Regions from separate parts of the Sus scrofa genome. Here region 2 is linked to region 1. Evidence: chromatin contacts called from public targeted proximity ligation data. All regions are on one chromosome and are shown on one strand. The core of a region is the stretch at or near the end of the contact, and the rest is flanking DNA. Distances in the headings are between cores, read along the strand shown.

Region 1 (4,330 bases), core at 783-3,282:
TGGTTCAGTGGGTTAAGGATCCAGCATTGTCACTGCTGTGGCTTGGGTTTGATCCCTGGCCTGAGAACTTCCACATGTTGTGGGTACAGCCAAAAAAAATGTAGAATGACCCCAAATCACAGGAGGATCCTTGCAGGAGTTCCTGTCATGGCTCAGCAGTAATGAGCCTGACTGGGATCCATGAGGATATGGGTTAGATCCCTGGCCTCAATCAGTGGGCTGAGGATCCGGCATTGCCGTGAGCTGTGGTGTAGGTCACTGATGTGGTTTGGTCTTGTATTGCTATGGCTGTGGCTGTGGCAGCAGCCGTATCTCCAATTAGACCCCTAGCCTGGGAATTTCCATATATCGCAGGTGTAGCCCTAAAAAGAAAAAAAAAAAAAAACAGAAACAAAAAAACCCTACATACTCTGCAAAGGGATTTGGATTTTAGTCTAAAAGTAATATGGGGAGTTCCCATCTTGGCTCAGTGGAAAGGAATCTGACTAGTATCCATGAGGACGCAGGTTTGACCCCTGGCCTCACTCAGTGGGTTAAGGATCTGGTGTTGGAGTGAGCTGTGGCTGTAGCTTAGGCTGGCAGCTGTAGCTACAATTTGATCCCTAGCCTGGGATCCTCCATATGCCTCGGGCATGGCCCTAAAAAAAAAAAAAAAAAAAAAAAAAAAATGGAACCAGTCAACGTTTTAAGCAGGTACACAATGGATAGAATTTCCCTGCCCATATGAAGTTAGACATGATCATATGACTTATTTTGGTCAGTGAAGTCGGGATAGAACTGATAGGGGTCCCTTCTGCACGATGTTTAAACATCACTCTGAAGGGCCAGTGCACATCTCACCAGCCAGTGACAAACAATCTTAAGATACTGGCTTTTCTGTCAGCCTCAGTTCCTGAGTGATTATAATGAACAGCCGTGGACTTGAAGCAGGAGTAAAAACTTTGTTGTCTCAGCCACTTTGATTTGGAGGTTGTTTATCACTGCAGCAAACCTTCGGGCTAGGCGTTCCTGCTGTGATTCAGTGGGTCAAGGATCCGGCTTGTGTTCATCCCAGGCCCAGCCCAGCAGATTAAAGGATTTGGCATTGCTGCAGCTGTGGGGTAGGTCACAGCTCTGGCTCGGATTCCATCCCTGGCCCAGAAATTTCCATATGCCAAGGGTGTGGCCAAAAAAGAAAAAGGAAACTTCAGGCTATCCTGACTGATATAGCAGGAGAATAATAAGATCAGATTTATATTTTTAAAACATAATTGAGGGAGCTCAGTGGTTAATGAATCTGACTAGGAACCATGAGCTTGCAGGTTCAATCCCTGGCCTCGCTCAGTGGGTTAAGGATCCGGCGTTGCCATGAGCTGTGGTGTAGGTTGCAGACACGGCTTGGATCCCGCGTGGCTGTGGCTGTGGCTCTGGCGTAGACTGGCGGCAACAGCTCTGATTAGATCCCTAGCCTGGGAACCTCCATGTGCTGCGGAAGCAGCCCTAGAAATGGCAAAACAAGACCAAAAAAAATAAATAAATAATTGAAAACTAAGAAAAGGTGCAGAAAAGTGTGTTGTGACATCTTTTCTCTAATTCAAATATAGATTTGGTATGCAAATGTATGTATTCATGACTTTAATGGAAGGTATTTTACATATTGACATTTTAATTCTTAACAGTGTTTACTTTGGAGCAAAAGACTTGGTGGAGGTATGGGTTTATTTTTTTAAATAATTCCTGTCTATATTGTTTGAATTTCTATCTTGCACATATATTACTTCCCCCTTATTTTATGTCTAATAAAATAATTGCAATTAGCTATAAAAAATGTAATATAATATAATATAATATAATATAATATAATTGATGGCAGTATGGAAGATGAATTAGAGTAGGAAGGAGATTACCTACAGGCAAGGAAATCTATTGGGAAATACTGCATCTAGGAAAGAGATGATAAAGCCCTAAAATTAGAACACTAATAGTGGACATGAAGAGGATGAGTTATACTTAAGAAATATTTAGAGAGCAATAGCAACAAGAATTCAGTGACTAATTAAATGTGGTTTAGAAATACTTTAGTCATCTGTTCCTTTATAACAAATGACTCCAAAGCGTATCAGCTTAAAACAATGATAAATGTATATATTATCTCACAGTTTTCTGTGGGTCAGGGAGTTCAAGGAGAGCTTAGCTGGTGGTCCTGACTCAGGATCTCCCTCAGCTGTCATCACGATCTTATCCAGGGCTGCATCATCTGAAGGTCTGACTGGGGCCAGAGGATCCACTACCAAGATGGTTCACTCACACGGCTGACAAGTGATGCTAACTGTTGGCAAGGGGACTCCAGTTCCTCCCCATGTGGACCTTCCCATAGGGCTGCTTGATGTCTTTATGACATGGCAGCTGGCTTCCCCCAGAGCAAGTGAACCGAAAGAGAATTAAGGCGAAGGAGCACTTTCTCTCATGACCTCACCTGAGAAGCTACACCCCATCACTTCTGGTATGTTCTTTGGTCACACAAACCAACCACGATACATTACTGAGACCACACAAAGATGCAAATAGGAGTTCCTGTCATGGCTCAGTGGTAATGAATGAGACTAGTAGCCACGAGGACTCGGGTTCAATTCCTAGCCTTGCTCAGTGGGTTAAGGATCTGGTGTTGCCGTGAGCTGTGGCGTAGGTCGAAGACCATGCTCGGATCCTGCATTGCTGTGGCTGTGGTGTAGGCCAATGGCTACAGCTCCTGTTCGACCCTTAGCCTGGGAACCTCCATATGCCACAGGTGTAGCCCTAAAAAGACAAAAAAAAAAAAAAAAAAAAAAAAGAATCCGACTGCAGGGGCTGCAGAGGTGCTGTTCAATCTCTAGCCCAACTCACAGGGTTAAAGGATCTGGCTTTGCTGCAGCTGCGGTATAGGTCACAGCTGCCGCTTGGATTCAGTTCCTGGCATGGGAACTTCCATATGCCACGGGTACTGCCATTAAAAAAAAAAACCGTAGAACATACATTAATGGAAAATCTCTCTTTGTCATGAAGGCATCATGCTCCATTTATTGGTGATGGAAAATGAATGAATGAATGGGTTAAACAAAGCACCATCTTCTTCTCTGCCCAAACAACCGCAGCTTCAGGAAAAGCTGAGGATGCTGCTAACCTTCTTAGGGCAACTAGGAAGCCATTCTTCAAGGGCCTGGAGTTACAGGGTGGGACCACAAACCAGAATCACAGGATTTGAAAATAGTACAAAGGGATCATCTTAACAAACTTTTTCATTTTAAAGATAAAATAAGACCCAAGAAGATTGAGTTGCATGCCTAAGGTCACATAGCTTTTGTCCTTCAGCTGGATCCAGGCTTCCGGACATCCTTCGGTGCTCTTTTTTTTTGTCTTTTTTTTTTTTTTTTTGTCTTTTTGTCTTTTTGCCATTTCTTGGGCCGCTCCAGCGGCATATGGAGGTTCCCAGGCTAGGAGTCAAATCGGAGCTGTAGCCGCCGGCCTACGCCAGAGCCACAGCAATGCAGGGTCCGAACTGCATCTGCAACCTACACCCAGAACCACAGCAACACAAACAAATAAACAAATAAATAAATAAATAGTAAAAATAAATAGAGATCCCTGCAAAGACATAAAAAACAAACATGGAGGGATTTTGTTCACTAAAATATGTTCAATGTCTTAAAAGCCCCTGGCCCATGGGACGTATCCCAAAAATGTTTGTTGAATAAATCAGTTAGGATTGAATCCTAAGGTCCAGACATGCTCAAATGGCATTATTATGTTTAGCCAAATAGAAGCTTAATCCAGAGACTTACCAGAAACTAAAAGCAGAAATGTCATGGTCACTGCTACATTCAATCTAGTTGCCTTTGGTTTTGAAGACAGTGCATCACAGCAGCCCTGAAAGCTTTGTTTAAGATGAAACTCCAGGAGTTTCCGTTGTGGCTCAGTGGTTAACGAATCCGACTAGGAAACATGACATTGCAGGTTAGATCCCTGGCCTTGCTCAGTGGGTTAAGGATCTGGCGTTGCCGTGAGCTGTGGTGTACGTCGCAGACGCAGCTCAGATCCCGAGTTGCCGTGGCTCTGGTGTAGGCTGGCGGCTACAGCTCCAATTCGACCCCTAGCCTGGGAACCTCCATATGCTGCAAGAAGCGGCCCTAGATAAAAAGGCAAAAAGACAAAAAAAAAAAAAAAAAAAAAAAAAAGATGAAACCCCAGCCCACTAATATGCTCAGGAGCCAGTGACCCTGAAAAGACAGGAGGTGATAACAGGAAAACCAAAACTCATTACTGCTCAAAATTAACAGCTCTGGCCATATATCGATAGTATTTACTGAGCCTTTTC
Region 2 (4,698 bases), core at 631-3,130, 510 kb before region 1:
CACTGGGCTAAGGACAGATGTAATTGTGAATGATTGATATAGGGCAAATACTCATTGAATACATGAAAGAAAGCCATTTGGAGTTTATATCTAAGAACAAATGCCCATGAATGCTAACAAAAATTAGTAAATTAGCTGTATTTTGGCATTCATTTATGGATGCTCTATAGCATGTGTTTATTAAACACATACCAAGTTATACCGGAAATACCTCTCTCTTTCTCTCCATTTATTCAAATCTTGTCCAACCTTTAAGGCCCAGATGTAATTTCTCCTTCTTTAATGAATCTTCTTCAGTTTCTTCCAATTCAATTATTATATTTGAATACATTTGGGGAGCTGTTCAAAATATTTTTCCCCCAGACCACTCTGCCCCTGATTATTTAAGTCAGAACCTCTAGAGGTAGGATTCAGGCCTTGATATTTTTAATTTTTTTTAATTTTTATTTCTTTATTTTGTCTTTTTGTCGGGCAGCACCTGCAGCACATGGAGGTTCCCAGGCTAGGGGTCCAATTAGAGCTGTAGCCGCGGGCCTACACCACAGCCACAGCAGCACGGGATCCAAGCCGCATCTGCAACCTACACCACAGCTCACGGCAACACCAGATCCTTAACCACTGAGTGAGGCCAGGGATCGAACCTGAAACCTCATGGTTCCTAGTCGGATTTGTTAACCACTAAGCCATGATGGGAACTCCAGGCCTTGATATTTTTAAAAGCTCAGATGGTTACATGTGCAGCCAAGATGGAGAACCACCACTCTACCTGGATGTGTTGGCTCCCTTCTCTGAAAACTCAGAAAACTTTGATTATACCTCTTAAAGACAGTTGCAAATAGCCTTGTATTCCGGATCAATGTACTCTGAAGATGACCCAGCCCAATTACCCTTCCAATTCCTATGTATCTCAGACATCACTCTGATTGTCCCACTTGAATTCCCCCAGTGACACGGAACTCATTCCCCGATCCATCTTTCAGCAGCTCTGAACGGTTCAGATCCAAGTCTGTCTCTTTGTAGCTTCAAACGATTCTTCCTATTTCTACCACTTTAGGGGGAAAAAAAAAACCTTTCCTTCCCCTCTAGTTTATAAAACATTTGGACAATCCATTTATTCAAAAAAAATTTAAGGAATGCCTACTATGTACGTATACCTGCAATATAATACTATGTATTGGGTACTGGGCTTACCTCACTGGAAAGTAAAAATACAGATTCCTAGGAGGATTTGAAAGTCAATCTTGGAGTTCCTGTCACGGCTCAACGGAAGAGAATCTGAGTAGCATCCATGAGGATGCAGGTTCAATCCCTGGCATCGCTCAGTGGGCTAAGGATCCGGCGTTGCTGTGAGCTGTGGTGTAGTTTGCACACGTGGCTCGGATATGGCCTTGCTGCGGTTGTGGTGTAGGCTGGCAACTACAGCTCTGAATCGACCCCTACCTAGGCTGAGAGCCTCCGTATGCTATGGGTGCAGCCCCAAAAAGACAAAAGACAAAAAAAAAGTCAATCTTTATTTCCATAAATAAATTCTTTTTTATTAATATGCCACATTTCTTACCTAAAAAATTATCTAGGCTAGAACAGTAAGAGACCAAAGGGGCATAAGCTACAACATGAGCAATTTATGTAGCAGTAAAAGCTGTAAAACTTTGGGAACAGTGTTCTGTGTAAGACTGTGGACTCTTTCCTTGACACTTTAAATATGACACACGTTCCCGTGACTCCATTTACACACTGCCTCGAGGGCAAGGGGCAGTGTCCTGGGTTACTTCTTAGAGTTCCTTGTGAGTCATTCTGCTTCCCTAAATGAAGCCAGGCTGAGTGGGTCTGGCTTGACTTCCTGACCGTTTGGGGGAGGGGAAGATGGACAAAGTTGCTTCCCCTTCTCTTGTTCCCCATGATGCCAGCACCCAGCCAGGGTCTCCCAGGAGAAGCTTGGTGATGCCGTGCTGGCTCAGCTGGTTTCCTAACATGGAAGGGTTTGTGGGAAACGAAACACATTAAAGGCAAATCTGGGTCACACTGGCCTGAGACTGGTTTCCAAGGCTTTTTCAAGGAGAGGAAGGCAGGCTGCTGACCTCGGTGCTCTGGGGCTCCATTCCCATCATTGTGCTCCCAAGGAGTTGTGTTGGAGGAGGTCCAGAGAATGGTGTCCCCAGGGCATGTCAGGAGGTAGAGCTGGCCCTAGGGCACAGTGGTGATGAGCACCTAGGAAAGCCCTGGTGCTAGAGAAGTGTTGAAACTTCATGCTGTCCCCTCGGAGGGAAAGTCAGGGGACCCAGACCTCTTTCTTGGGAACCAGAGCATGGCTCCACTTACCCCAACCTAGAAACACATCAGAGAGGCGTTTAATACTCCAGAAACCAACCTAGCTAAGATGTTTCCACCAGCATCCTCTCTTGCCTGCCTAGATCCCAGGTTCCTCCTTTCCTTCAAATAAACCCAGCTCCACAATCATCTGCTCCCTTCTAACTCTGTTTCTCAGTGCAATGAAGTTTGCAGTTCTGGTGATGAATTGTGGTTTATTCCTCCAACCTCCTGTGCTTTATCCCATAATACACTTCATACCAGGAGGTGGTTATCCGCACTGCAACTGCATCAACCTTAAAACTGATACAAGCCCTGAAAATATGCAGGGCCGGATCAGCGAGTCCTGAACAGCTCAATTTCATCCTAGTGTTTTACAACCAACTCACTACTCAGTTCATTTTGTGGGTGGACCGGACCCACCTCATCCTCTCAGGAAGCATTTTCTAATATCATCAGACAGGGTGTGAGCGGAAGAGGGCTCTTTCAGTTCCCAACCCTGGGGCATTTAGGCACGAATAACCTTCCTCTTTTGTGCTTTTGAAAAGAACGTAAACCACAGCAGTTAAATTAAACGAAGTTAACTGTGGCATGGGAGCATAAATCAGCTGTCAGGAAATGCAAAATTCAGGGGTTCACGTTCCTTTTGTATGAGCTGTCTAGCATCTGCCTCTTTGGAATTAAGAATAAGCCAAGATGTAGGCCTTGGTGTAAGAGAGGACCTCGTGAGAGGAGGAAAGAAGGGTGCCAGCCTGTGTGTAGCAGCAGATACAGAGCTTTGTGATTTGTGGCTGATGCATGTTTATTGGCTGTTTATCTTTTTGCCGGCTACAGGCCTCTTCATCAGGTTCTCCTGACTCTGGTATTCCGAACAGGCTAACAGGGGTCAGTAGTTTACCTCTGTGCGCTCCAGCTCCCAGCAAAAAGCAAACAGCCCGGGGTTTGGACTGTACCCACCCGGGCTGTGCTCTGAAGCACCGCCAGGCTCTCCTGCTGCAAAGCGGACGTCTCTTCGCTTTGTCCGTGGCCTGAAAGCTGCTCGCAAGATGGGCTTCTGAAGTTCAGACCGCAGTGAAGGGAAATTATACTCCAAATCCATGGGCGGCAAATCAGAAGGAACAATTTGCTTGCTTTGGGGTCTGATTTTAATTTGAGGAGTCCGGGGCCTTCAGGCTTTCTGCTAAGGTTGAAAACAAACACAGCCCGAACTCTTCAATCCAGGTCGCTTTTAAGGAGTTAGGAATTCTTTCACAACCTGTATTTTTCTTGTACTTCATTCCCAATGAGAAGATACACACCACCCACTTCCAGCCTCATTTTAGGGCATGACTTTCCTTTTTTTTTTTTTTTTGCCATTTTCTTGGGCCGCTCCTGTGGCATGTGGAGGTTCCCAGGCTAGGGGTGGAATCGGAGCTGTAGCCGCCAGCCTACCGCACAGCCACAGCAACCTGGGATCCTTCGGACATATCCTATGGGAGTAAACACTCTCGGAGTTCCTGTCGTGGCTCAGCAGAAACAAATCTGACTAGCATCCATGAGGACGCAGGTTCAAACCCTGGCCTCGCTCTGTGGGTTAAGGATCTGCTGTTGCTGTGAGCTGTGGTATAGGTCACAGACGCGGCTTGGATCCTGAGTTACTGTGGCTCTGGTGTAGGCTGGCAGCTGCAGCTCCGATTTGATCCTTAGCCTGGGAACCTCCATTAACCGTTGGTCTGGCCCTAAAAAGACCAAAAAAAAAAAAAAAAAAAAAAAAAAAGTGCATCTCCCTAGACCTTCTTGTACATTTCCCCAGATGCCAGTTTCTCAGTTCTGGGCCTAGAGAATTGGGGGGCAGCCCCCTCTTTGCCTTCATTTCAGAAATCCAATTGGATGGTCCTCCAGTTTTCTTCAGCATGGTTTCTCACCAGTGCTCACTATTTCTCAGAATCATGCTTAATTTCTCCTACGTCTGTCTTTACACTGTTGAGTTTGGGTTGAAATGGCCTTTCACTCTATTCTCTTATTTTCAGGAGTGTGTGTATAAGCACTTGAATTGAATTATACAGATACAGTAACTCGTGCTTGCTCCCAACTGAAAGCATCCACTGAAAAATATGGGTAGAGAATTCACTTAGGTCTGTGTCTCAGAGGCAGAAGTTTCTCTACAAATTGGTACTCTTTGAAAACAGTCTTTTCTGTGTGCCGGGAACTCAAGGCGAGCCGTGTTCGGGTCAGGAGGTATCTATCAAGAAACACCCCCAGCTGGAGCAGTCAGAAACCAAGAGCGGGGAAGCTTAGTCTTCCCCAACTTCACTGCTACGAGATCAAGAGGGAGATATAGGTTTTCTGAAACGTATTCAGAAACTATAGGGGTTTCCAAGACAACAGAAGCGAACAGGGAAAATACAGTGT

What was found.
Region 2: a targeted proximity ligation map of alveolar macrophages shows a contact between it and region 1, with 13 times the contacts expected there. A contact is called at or near these places in 1 of 47 Hi-C or Micro-C datasets (subcutaneous adipose tissue) and 1 of 2 datasets of targeted methods (alveolar macrophages).

What each region holds. Positions count from the first base shown.
Region 1 is chr4:39,176,748-39,181,077 of Sscrofa11.1, reverse strand. No RefSeq gene overlaps it. Among named protein-coding and RNA genes, the nearest start is that of MTDH, 66 kb to the right of the region's middle.
Region 2 is chr4:39,682,638-39,687,335 of Sscrofa11.1, reverse strand. All of the region lies in intron 3 of CPQ (carboxypeptidase Q), which reads left to right. Among named protein-coding and RNA genes, the nearest start is that of CPQ, 170 kb to the left of the region's middle.